2 separate regions of the Capsicum annuum genome follow, and region 2 is linked to region 1. A link is a contact called in public Hi-C data. All regions are on one chromosome and are shown on one strand. Each heading gives the region's core, a stretch centred on a gene start, on an enhancer-like site or on the middle of the called end of the contact. The rest is flanking DNA. Distances are from core to core; before and after follow the strand shown. Region 1 holds the start of LOC107842392 (putative RNA-binding protein YlmH). Region 2 holds the start of LOC107842376.

Region 1 (6,280 bases), core at 345-2,844:
AAACAAAGTACATACTCTACTAACAGGCCAGAATCCCAATAGTGGATTAGTAGTATTACAACAAAGAGCTTTAATAAATTTAGAACAACTAAGTATTAATCATTGGTTAAGAATTAAAGAATTTTTAAATGATTACTTTTATTATTGTACAATTAGTGGGAACTCATTTGATCAGACTCTAGGAGCTAGATTGTTTACTAAATTACCAGGGGCTATAGGAAGAGAGATAGAAAAAAAAAGGTCCAAGAGAGAAAGAGTAATACAAAATCTATATATATATATATTAGATAAATAAATAGCTCCCACCCCCATTTTTTTTCTTTTTCAGTCACCCCTCCCCGTTGCCCCACTCTTCCTCCTCCTCTTCCATCAAACCCGTCCATCTCCACCCCTACCCCGGCAAACACCGCCCCCACTCACTCACCATGCCGTTCTTTCTTTCTTGTCCTCCGTCAAATAAATCCGTCCTACCCCACACCTGCAAACACCGCGTCCCTCGCTCCATTTTTCTTTCTCTCATCTGTAAATTTGCAGAGATTTTTAATTAACAAGCAGTTAGTACCAAGTACCAACTACCAACTACCAATATATGTCATTTCTTATTCTAACAATTGATACTATAACATTATGGAGTTTAAGAGGCAAAAGTTGGTGAAAAAAGTGTCACAAAAAATGCCCAGCTAAGTTGAATATTTTCTTGTCTTGTTGAACTTTGGCACCATTTCTCAAACAAACCCATCAAACACTATTGTTCAGAATTCTCCCTGCAAATACAAAATGCAGACAAACTTGCAGCTACCCACGTTATTTCAGTAAATTCTCTACTACCAAATCTTCTTAAGATATGAAAAATCTTTCAATTTAACTATTTAAGCACTTCAGATTCACTTCAAATCAACTACAAGATCTAGTAGCCTCATGATATTTTAAAGGTTACTTACTCTTCCATTGCAAATTCAACATACCCACTTGCAAAATGCCACCTACCCCTCCCATTTCTTTCTTTCTCATCGTCCGTTAGAAAAATTCAGTCATCCCACCACCCCTGCAAACACCTAAAAGATGTGAAGATTTTTGTGGTAGACTAAAGTAGCTGCTGCCAATTCATTCATATTTCGGGAGTGAAAAGAAGACTAAATTAGTGATGGATAATGGATCAGCAGGGGATGTGGAGATGAACAACATGTTTTGGAGACTAAGCTTGCCTCAAGAATCAAATCATGATTATTTTGGATGTAATTTTGAGAATGCTGAATTATCTGTGGCTGAATGGTTTCAACTTCCAGTCGTGATTGTTTTTGTTGCTGATTTGGACTTGTTGAAAGAAAGGGGAGTAACAAATGTCGAATTCTTGAAGAAGAATGCAGTGATTTTTTATATAATAATAATAATAATAATAATAATAATAATAATAATAATAATAATAATAATAATAATAATAATAATAATAATTAAAAAAAGTGAGATCATTTTTAATTAAAAGAAGTGAGATCATTTTTTTTTTTAATAAATATGCTTTTTTTCTTTAAAAAATGGTGCATCAACTTTGAGGTGATATTAATTCACTTAAATAAATGACAACTAAATTGTGCCTACAAGTTGAAGAGCGAAATGCTTTTTTTCTTTTTTTTCAGCGCACTCATTTTTCCATAGTAAAGCATCAAAATTTTGCCTTATTTCTTACTACGAAGCCAAGACACCCAAAATCATTGAATTGGAAGCGCTGTTCCACAGACGAATGTGCGCAGTACGCGTAACGGCCATGGTTGCCACTGGCTTCGCCGCACAATCGATTCTGAGAGGAGCAATTCCTTCATTTCTATCTACTCGTCCCACTAGTCTTATCCTCCCAACACCTTTGCACACCTCAGGTGTGGAAATTTCTCTTTCTACTTATTATTGCGTGTCTACTTTTTTTGATTTTGTGTCAAATTGTATGGTAATTTTATTTGAAATAGTTGAGTGCAACGTGAATACCTGACTAGTGACCAGTGACCATCATTGCCAGCGACGGAGACAGAATTTTAATTTTATGGGCGGTATGTGAAGTGCTAAAAACTGATTTTTAATATTTCATATTTGTACTTCCAGTAGAGACAAAAACCCTGATTTCTTGTCATCTGTCATAGTTTTGGTGGACTGAGTTGCCTGATACTTATTGCTTGTGGGGAATAGGAGGTATCCGTGGAATTAGTGGAGGTGAGCGAAAGCTAAATCGGACGCATGGTTATCATATATGTATATATATCACATACCTATTTGGTGAATCATTTAATACAAAGTTTATTGTTTGAACAAAAGCTACTTAGTTTTACCAAACACGTATTTGGGCTTCTATCTCAGCCCCTGCTCGCTGGAGCTGAACAAAATAGGGGATGGTTTATCATGTTTATCGGAATATATGCTTCCAAAAGTTTTTTCAGATTCTGCCTGTTTCTGCAATTTTGGATGATCAAAAACTTCGAGGTTCATAAGCAAATCTTGTAATTACTTGTTGAGTGGTGTATCTGCTATGTACAAAAGCGGAACAGAATTTGAAGCTTGACGTCAGCCGTTTTTAACTTATTGAGTTCTAAATTAATAATTTGTATATATAAATGAATTTCTTAAAGACAAATACAGAGTTTGGACCAAAGTTACTGTGTTTGGCCAAACCTGTACCTTGGCCTCTAGCTTCACCACTGTCTATGGATTAAGTGAAACCCGTACCTCGGTTCTAAACTATTGTTTGCTAATAGCATGCAATTGAAATTGCATATATGCTTGAAAAATTAATAGCCTTGACTTGGCTTTTCATTTCAAGAAGTCCAAAATATCTATATTCCAAGCTACAGCATCATGCTGAGGCATTTTATCAACAGTTGCCATGCACTTTCGAAATTATCCATTATTAGAACATATCAACAAGTGTAGTGTCAGCGAAGACCATCAGATTCAATCTTCCTATTAGCTGTCCTCATCAATTATACCTTTTGTTGAAACGCTGAAATTTCAGTGCAAGCTACCTGTGCAAAGGTGAACGCTCGATTGATTTCTGCAGAACTGAACTGTGCATGCCATGGTGCTGATTTGTTCTGAATAGCACCTAGTCTCTAACTTGTAGTTCCACAAGATGACAGGTGCCTGAGGTATAATCAAGGTTAGAACGAAACAGTTGCATTTTACGAACAACCACATGTTGTTTGGCCGTTCATATTTATTTCACAAGATCAATACGCTGAAAGCTCTTTGGGCGTGTTACTGGTTGGGCCAATTCAGTCACTTGCTGACTAGTATAAGGAAAATTTGAGTCACCTTGAAATTATAATTACCAAATACTACAAAGTGGAAATATTAAGTACTATTTTGATCACATTTTGAAGGGGAGCCTTGGAGTAACTGGTAAAGTTGCCTCCATGTGACCAGGAGGCCATGGGTTCAAGCCTTACAAACAGCTCCTTGTAGAAATGTAAGGTGAGGCTGCGTACAATATATCCTTGTGGTCGAGCCCTTCCCCGGATCAGCGGGAGCTTAATGCACCGGGCAACCTTTTTTTTTTTTCCTATTTTGGTCACCTTTTCTTTTAGCCATATATTTATCTGCCTCAACTTCCTCATAAAGATCACATGAAACAATGTGTAATAGTTTAAGGGCTATTTGGATAAATTTGCTGATTTCTTGCATCAGAGTAAGTTGAGTAAGTTGTGCAGGATCAGAAAAGTCCTTGGGAATATCTATCGACCTAAACATTCTACTTTTATTTATGAACTTTAATAGCTGATGACCCACATGTTATTGGACCTGTTTCAAAACAGCTTTTGGAATATGCAGCCTACCACAGGCTATTAAGGGTGATGCTGATATTTTACTGAAAGGAGTGGGAAACAAGAACACCATTGAAGATGTGAAATGTATCATTGAACTGGTACATATACATCTACCAGACCGATCACTTTCCTCTCAATTAGCATTTGAAAAGTCTTGTCTGTTTTTTTCCTCTTTGGCCCCTGTTGCAGAAATAGAGCCAAATTATTTTCCTAAGTCTTAATCTAAACTTATCATCACTTATGTACTTCTCAGGCGAAACGGGCATCATTAAGACGAGAAGTTTCACATACTGATTTTCTGACTCCACCTGTCTTAAAAGAGTCAATGCTAGTCTTAGAAAAGTTAGCTGACCTAAAAGTAGTGGCACAAGGAGGATACCCAGAGGTTGGGCTCAGTTTGTTCTATAAAACTTGTTTGAGCAATAAAGCTGCTTGAGTTTATATTTACTGTCTCCTTACATAGGCCGAAAGATGCCGGCTCTCAGTTGGACACCCAGAGGCATTAACAAGTGATCCAGACAATGTTGCAGCTTTGAGGTAGGTCCTCCGGTCATTTGTTCAGTTATATATGCTGTTTAAATCAAACAATCACAAATTCCTCTTTATCAGTGTGAAAAAGGATCCTTTTTCCAGTATTTCAGGGAATTTTTCATTTCAACCTTGTTCTCATGGTGATTTCCTTGGTGCAATCCTTGGTACAGGAATTGTAAGGAATAAGCTGGGAGATATTCTCTTGCAGGTATCTTCTTTCTTTATTTTTTGGGAGGTTTTCTCTCTCTTTTGCAAGTTTTGCTAGCACCAAGTTGATTTCATCATTAAGGGTCATATTTACCCCTCTACTTTGAAAATTGGCTAAATATACCCTTCGTCATACTTTGGGATCAAATTTACCCTCTTCATACTTAAGGGCCAAATTTACCCCTCTACTTTGAATAATTGGCTAAATATACTCTTCATCATACTTTGGGGTCAAATTTACCCTTGATGTGATACTTTGGGATCAAATTTACCCTCATTATTAAGAAACTTTTCATATGTACCCTTTCTCAATAGCAAAGCTCGATCAACGTTAAATGCCCCACTTTTTAAAAATAAAATACAACTTAATGTAACCCGTCCATCTGACTCGAGCCACAAAAAAGGCACAAATAAAGATACTCCCTTCAGTTTTGTTGGGCAAATTTTTCCAACGAGATTAAGCCACTGGATATTTATAGTACGTAGCTCATGAAAATTTGATCTGCATTAGTGCAAACACAAAGAAATATATCCCTCTCTGAATTATGAATCTGCATCAGTGCAGAGCTCATGAAAAATGACACTTGATGATCAGATGCAATAGATTAGGCCCATTGGATATTTCTCTGGATGATTGAGTTGAGGGTTCTTCCTATGTGCCAATCGTGACGTCTCTTCATTCATATATCTTTATATGCAATTTAGATCTATACAATTTTTTCATCAAGTCGTTTGCTCAGAAAATTTACTCACTCATTCTAGAATCTAGTTACACATGGAATTACATATCAAATTTTAAAATTTGAACATAATCGAACAAGAGCAGAATTTGTAATAGACATTTTTTGTAGTTCCATGCTTCTACATTATATTATTTCGTTTTACATTTTCTTCAATTGTAAACAAACTACCAGTATTGCACGTTGAAAGAAAAATATTTTTGTTCGTTGGAAAAATTCGACCAACAGAACTGAGAGAGGGGTATATTTGTTTGTGTATTTTTTGTGGTTCAGATCGGGAGAATTAGATTAGGGTGTGATTTATTTTTAAAAGTGGCAATTTAACGTTGATTTGGGTTTTTAAATATGCCCCCAAAGTATGAAATCGAGTGTAAATTAAGCCTCAAAGTATGACGAAGGGAATATTTAGCCAATTTTTCAAAATAGAAGGGTAAATTTGGCCCCAAAATGACAACGAGGTAAATTTGGCCCCAAAATGACGACGAGGGTAAATTTGGCCCCAAAGTATGACGAAGGGTGTATTTAGCTAATTTTTCAAAGCAGAGGGATATTTTAACCCTTGGGGAGAGACTTGTGACATCACACTAAGAGAGGATCCACCTCTTATGTAGTTTAGTTATTATGTAGTCCCTCTGTTCCATTTAACTTGACCCGTATTGGTGCAGAGTGGTTGAAGTGGAGGCTCGCTTTAGGAGTCTTGTGTGATAAAATGTGTCTCCTAAGTTTAAAGGTAAGCTCTACAGAGTGGCAGTCCGACTGGCTATGTTGTATGGAGCAGAGTGTTGGCCAGTTAAGAACTCCCACATCTAAAAGTTGAAGGTGATGGAGATGAGGCTGTTGAGATGGATGTGTGGACTTAGTAGGAGAGATAAGATTAGAAATGAGGTTATTCGTGAGAAGGTGGGAGTGACTTCGGCGGAAGACAAGATGCGGGGAGTGAGGTTGCGATGGTTTGGGCATGTGATGAGGAAGGGCATGGATCCTCCGGTATGGAGG
Region 2 (6,280 bases), core at 2,045-4,544, 140 kb before region 1:
CTAGGTTATCCGAAAATTATCTTCATGAGCTAGCGCTTTGGGTTCTTTTGCAGGATTCAATCTATTTACGTAAGTGATTGAACTTAGGCGCTTAAATCGTCTTTCAAGTGAATATCTAACTGACAAATATCTACCCATTACCTAGTAGAAGCATGCAAAAATTCACTTAAATTCAAATGAAACAGTGTTATCAAAGGCAAAAAGTACAAAAAAGCATTAAGGTCCATTGGATATTTAAGCGCAAATAAAGTGTAAAGACAAAATACAATAATATATATGTGTAGTCAAAAACTAATACTTGATAGTTCTACGTATATATAACAGATCAAAGGACAAAGAAATTAAGATAAAGTGAAATATCAATTGTTTAGTGTTTCTTGGAGCCTTGATTACGACACTAAAGCGCCCACTAAGAGAGGCAAAGTGCTCAGCATGTTTTGTGCATCGCTTCAGGGCTTAAGCGCGCTTCATCTGAGCCTTTGAGCCTTTGACAACACTGGATGAAAATACATTTACACGTCACATAACTCACTTGAGCCAAGTTGATATCTGGTTAGGCTTAGCTTTAGTTATTCAATAAGCCCTATTCTCAACTTGGGTTGCCATAACGAATGAAACTCTATTTTCTTCACCTTAGCATTTTGGATAGTATCTCAAACCAAAAAAGCTACTGGCATGACTCACTCAGTTCATTTTCAGCCCCCAAGATGTTTGCTGTATTATGAAAATTGAAAAAATTCCCAAAACAGTTCTCACCGATCCATCACAACTGGGACACTCTTTAGATGGCAGTGGCAAATGAAGGTCCACTGTGGAAGGAAGGTGCACCAACTCAGCCCTGTTATCAGCTATCGCATCAGCAATGGATTCAGCTGTTGCTTTTTCTCCCCTGCAGCAGCAATTTGGAAGCTTTAAATAGACATAAATATTCAGTGTGTTTGACACTATATTTCTGTCCTTAGAATAATTTTTGTTTTTTACACCTACTATGATTACAACAACAACATACCAAGTGTATTCCTACATAGTGGGGTCTGGGGAGGGTAGAGTGCACGCAGCCACTACCTCCGATACAACTACTATGATTAATAAAATAAAACAAGAAGAAGGTGGCTCGGTACACCAACATGTGATGGTGACACATTGAGCTACCAATTGCAATTACATGAGCTACTATCACTGTTGAATCCATGATAAAAAGCTGAAGACTAGAATATGCTTTTAACAGTCACATAGTATTGTGGCGGGGTGAGGGCACCTCGGTGTATCTTTTAAGAGTATGCAGATTAGGATATGACAAAGACCACAATATACTCTAGAAATTGGATTAATACATAAAACGTGAACAGGATGTTCATTTTAATAGCAAGAGCACAAGTCTATCAATGATTACCTACCTTTTCAATGTATAGCTTTTCACTTGGTAATGCACCTTGCCTGAACCTTTGCACATTGTGCATTGCAATGCCTGCCATCCACTGCATGTCCGGCAGTCCCTGCAGTTAATGAACCAATCATCTTCTTTCAACTACACATGTAATCACTTTCCATTTCAAGACATGCCAGTTGACTATAAATTTGACAAGAATTTCTGCTTTCCCTGGCCCTCGGTAGTGATAAATAAGATGCTCTCTGGCTTTAGCATCAATTTGTGATAACCACACATCAGCTTTTGCATAAGGACGTCGAGACCACCAAGGAGCACAGAAAACGAATTCTGATATCTTTAAAGCTCATAGTCCATTGTAACGCAAAACATGGATGAAGTGGCCCCAATATCTTTATAAGTCTTTTGATGCCCTTTTACACACAACGTGCATAAATCAACAAAAAACAAAACTTTTGACATGGACCATCTATCAATTTCACTATTTCTAATACAATACACTCAACTTCAGGAATATAAATTCTAAAAAAAGGTAACATGAGCTGAGACTATAAGGGCACCTCTGGCAGATCAACTTCTTTCCGAGCTCCATTGCAATGTCATAAGTACCCAGAGTCGCCACCAACTGCAGTAAAACCACCAAATATCTCTGTTAGGAAACCTTCATTGAACGAACACTTTCAGCTTAAAAGTCCTTGTATTAATTTCAGGCAGTGAACTCTCCGTTACATATCAACAAATACTTGAAGACCCAATGCAGGGAATGCTGAAACTTCCTATTCATGGACTCCTAGGGATATATTAACAAACATTTAACGACCCAGTTTTGAAAAAGCAAAAAAATCTCATAGTTGACACATGAGGAAACCAGTTGAAGACCCAATTCAGAAAAGACTGAATTGGGTCTTCAACTGGTTTCCTCATATGTCAACTATGACATAGTTAAGAATACACTGAGACAATAAGCTTCCCCATTCAAGGCCTTCCAGGAACACGTTGAAGACCCAGTTCAGAAATACTAACAAATAGACTGTCCCATTCACGGTCTCTCAGTGCCATATGAACAAATAACAAATTCACTCTCCGTTTATGAACAAGAAAGTGTGTTAAGCTTAAAATTGACATACGAAGAACTAATTAACACCCCAGTTCATAAAAGCACCTACAATGGGCTCCCCATTTGAGGCCTTTCAAATAAACACGAACATATATTTGAAGACCAACAACAACAAAAAACCCAGTACAGACCTAAATGCGGGGTTTGGGAGTCTAGAGGGAGTATAGTGTATGCAGACCTTCCGCTCCATATATGTGAAGACTCAGTTCAGAAATACTAACTAATAGACTTTCCCGTTAGTGGCCTCTCAGTGGCATATAAAGAAACACTAACGACCCATTCAAGTGTGCTGAACTTACAATTGACTTATGAACAACAGATTACAATTGTCTCCCCCACGCAAATATGAACATATATTTGAAAACTCAATCCAAAAACATTAATGAATAGACGTTCCCATTCATAGCTTCTCAGAGACATATCAACAAACACGTAACGTCCCATTCAGAAAAACAAATAAGAAAATATAATCCAACTTACAAAGATGGTAGAATAAGACAATTTTGAAATGAATTCCGGTACACCGAAACCCCTCGGGGCGGAGCCGGCAATGTCATAAGCAAGTGTGATAGGGGAAAGAACGAGCTTTATAGGGAATTCTAAAATGTCAATGACTTGCTGCCCATATCGGTTAGTGAATTGCTTGTACTGAAGGTCAGTGAATTGCTTCAAATTCTTTAGTAGACGATCAGTTCCTCGTGACATTGCTGAAACATTCAACTAGTTAAAGTTGGAGAGGGAAAAGGATAAAGAGGGAGATAGCCATATTTTGTATAGGGATAGGATAGGGACGGTAGGGCTGGGCATTCCGTAACTTCGTTCGGTTTTTTTTTTTTTTTTTTTAGTTAATTCCTTAAAATGTTAAACTTATCTAAACATTCTATTTAAGTAACTTTTATTTTAATATTATCACTAAATTATATTTTTTTTTATTATAATGTATAACTAAGAAATTGTTAAGAATATGTTTGGAGAATCACAAGGAAATGAAATTAAATGTAATTACATAGTTCAATTCTCAATTAGGAATAGAGAATTACGTGTAATTACAAGGTTACATTTTATTTTATTTTTTTAAATAAAATTTAATATTTTTTTCTTTTGAATTTCTTTTTTATTTCTATTATTTTAATTTATTTTTTATTTTTACTCTTTTTTTCATTTTACATTATTTATCTTTCATCTCTTTTCTTCTCATTTTTCAACTTTTCTTCTTATGATTTAATATAATTACTCATATGTTTTTTCTTTATTTAGTGCATTATTGAATTTTTATAATTTTTATTCTAGTGTTTGAATTAAATTAGTATTTTATTATTGAATGAGAATATAGACTTATGTGCTTTTCGTTCTTCTGAATTATATTTACTCGTCGGAATTTTATACAAAAGTATTATGTTTTTCTCTTGGATTTTGAATTTACGTTTCGGTTTATTTGTTTTAGTATTATAGACATGCTATTTCATATTGCATGTCACTGCAAATAATTTCAATTTTTCTATGGCTTTCCAAATATGTCCTTAACTATTTTTTAGTTTCACCTTATTTTGGAAAGATGTACATAGTTTAATGACAATATTTTCCTAAAAGTAATTAACAAAAGTTACTTTAGTAGAATGTTTGCACAATTTCAATGGCAATTTGAAAAATTAACTCGATAATTTGAAGTGACATGCAATATAAAATAACAAGTCTATAGTACTAAAACAAATAAATTGAAACATAAAAAAAAAACACAATTGAAAATTCAAGAAAAAAATACAATACTCTTATATAAAATTTCAACGAGTAAATAATTCAAAAGAAAGGAAAAACACATAAGTCATCTCATTCAATAATGAAATACTACTTTAATTCAAACACTAGAATAAAAATGTAATAATGCGCTAAATGAGGAAAAAGATATGAGTAATTATATTGGATCATAAGAAGTAAAAGTTGGAAAATGAGAAGAAAAGAGATGAAAGATAAATAATGTAGAATAAAAAAAATAAAAATAAAAAAGAAATTAAAGTAATAGAAATAAAAAATAAAATTAGAAGAAAAAGAAATAAAAATGTAACTTTGTAATTACATCACGTAATTGCACCTAATTCTCTATTCCTAATTGAGAATTGGATTATGTAATTACATCTAATTTCACTTTTCTTGTGGTTCTCCAAACATATCCTTAATAATTTCTTAGTTTTACCTTATAATGAAAAGAAGTGCATAGTTCAGTGACAATATTGTCCTAAAAAAAATAAAAGTTAGTTTAGTAGGATGTTTACACAAGTTCAATGACATTTTGAGGAATCAACTCCTTTTTTTATTTTGATTTTCGATTATGAAATTAGGTATATCGTAATCAAATCAAATTAATTTGATTTGCTTTAATTTATGTAAATTTTGGTTCAGTTTTATTTCGATTTAATAATTTTAGTTTTTTTATTTTGGGCCTGTATAATGGACTAATCATATTTGAAAATCGAACTAGTTTAACTTTCTTATATTAAAGCAAAATCAATATAAACTTATAAAGTCTTCTAAGTGACAAATGAGAATAATCACCTCCAATGCAAAAATCAGATGAAGGCCTATATATTAACTTTCGGTTGTAAAATCAATGCAAAAAGTAACTTTCGATTTCGGTTACTCAATATATTTGAATTTTGGGGCTTTGGGCTGTAGGCACTAATGGGCTCTAGATAAAGCCTAAATAGCTAATTACTTAGTCATTATAAATATTAAATAATAAATATATATTATATATATTAATATATATATATATATATATATATAATAATAATTTAAAAAAATATATTAAAAATTTTAATTTATTTTGATTTAAACCAAAAATCGAATTACGCCAACCTAAAAATCAAAAATCAAATCGAAATATCGAATTTCTGAAAAAATAAATCAAAACCGAACCAAAAAATAAAATAAATCGATTCGGTTTGGTATTTCTACTTTTCGATATTTATGCCCCTATTAGGGCTGGACTCCGCTTTGGTATAGTTTATATTTTTAATTTCACCCATTTTTTTCTCACCGATGTTGTGATATTCACATTAAAACTTCAATTAAGGAACCGTTTGGTCATGAAAATTATTTATATTTCAAAAAAAAAAAAAATTCACTTTATGTCAAAGACAACTTCAAGTTGATATTTGGCCATGAAAATTTCAAATATAATTTAAAATTATATATAAAAAGGCAAAACCCAAAAAAAAAAATTCACCTTTTTCTATCTCCTTTTCTCACAAAAATTCAAAAACAACTTCAACTATATTAATGAACAAACATAACTCCAACTCTAACTCGAATTCTAACTTAAACTCCAAGTCAAACTTTAAAATTTTAATTTTCATGACCAAACGTTACTAAATTTGAATTTGCACAGTGAAATCTCACACTAAGGATTAAAGTTCGCTAATAAAGGTAACTTAGTACTGGGGGACTTAATTGTTTAAAAAATCTAATACATAACTTGGTCTCAGCATGTATCTATGTACTTCAACTATAGGCGCCTCACACAAATTGTCGCGTAGAAAATATGTATCTTTTTGTTCAACTTTATATAAATTTAAGTGTTTATTTACTCATACCTAAAAACTAGAGGACCTAATGTCAGTTAATGTCAAATTGAAAGGCAAATTGATATATTAAGCCTTTTAAAAATATTGTATTAGTATCTAATGAAATTTGATATTATTTGATTTTCTTTTTCTGTAATTTTTCTTTACTTAGTTCACTAGCGTAGTTTGTTTTGGATTAAATAAACGGATAAAGGA

Evidence for each region. Hi-C and Micro-C count contacts between places; a contact is called where the count stands out from the background.
Region 2: a contact with region 1 is called in a Hi-C map of leaf, with 2.7 times the contacts expected there. The contact joins the promoter of LOC107842376 here to the promoter of LOC107842392 in region 1. A contact is called at or near these places in 3 of 5 Hi-C or Micro-C datasets (leaf and placenta).

The regions. Positions count from the first base shown.
Region 1 is chr9:169,879,823-169,886,102 of UCD10Xv1.1, reverse strand. It overlaps LOC107842392 (putative RNA-binding protein YlmH), which reads left to right and starts at 1,594. Exons shown (of 10, transcript XM_016686213.2): 1 at 1,594-1,871; 2 at 3,795-3,904; 3 at 4,060-4,191; 4 at 4,270-4,343; 5 at 4,440-4,545. The coding sequence starts at 1,739.
Region 2 is chr9:170,018,353-170,024,632 of UCD10Xv1.1, reverse strand. It overlaps LOC107842376, which reads right to left and starts at 3,294. Exons shown (of 12, transcript XM_016686182.2): 1 at 2,985-3,294; 2 at 1,948-2,012; 3 at 1,398-1,496; 4 at 757-889. The coding sequence starts at 3,209.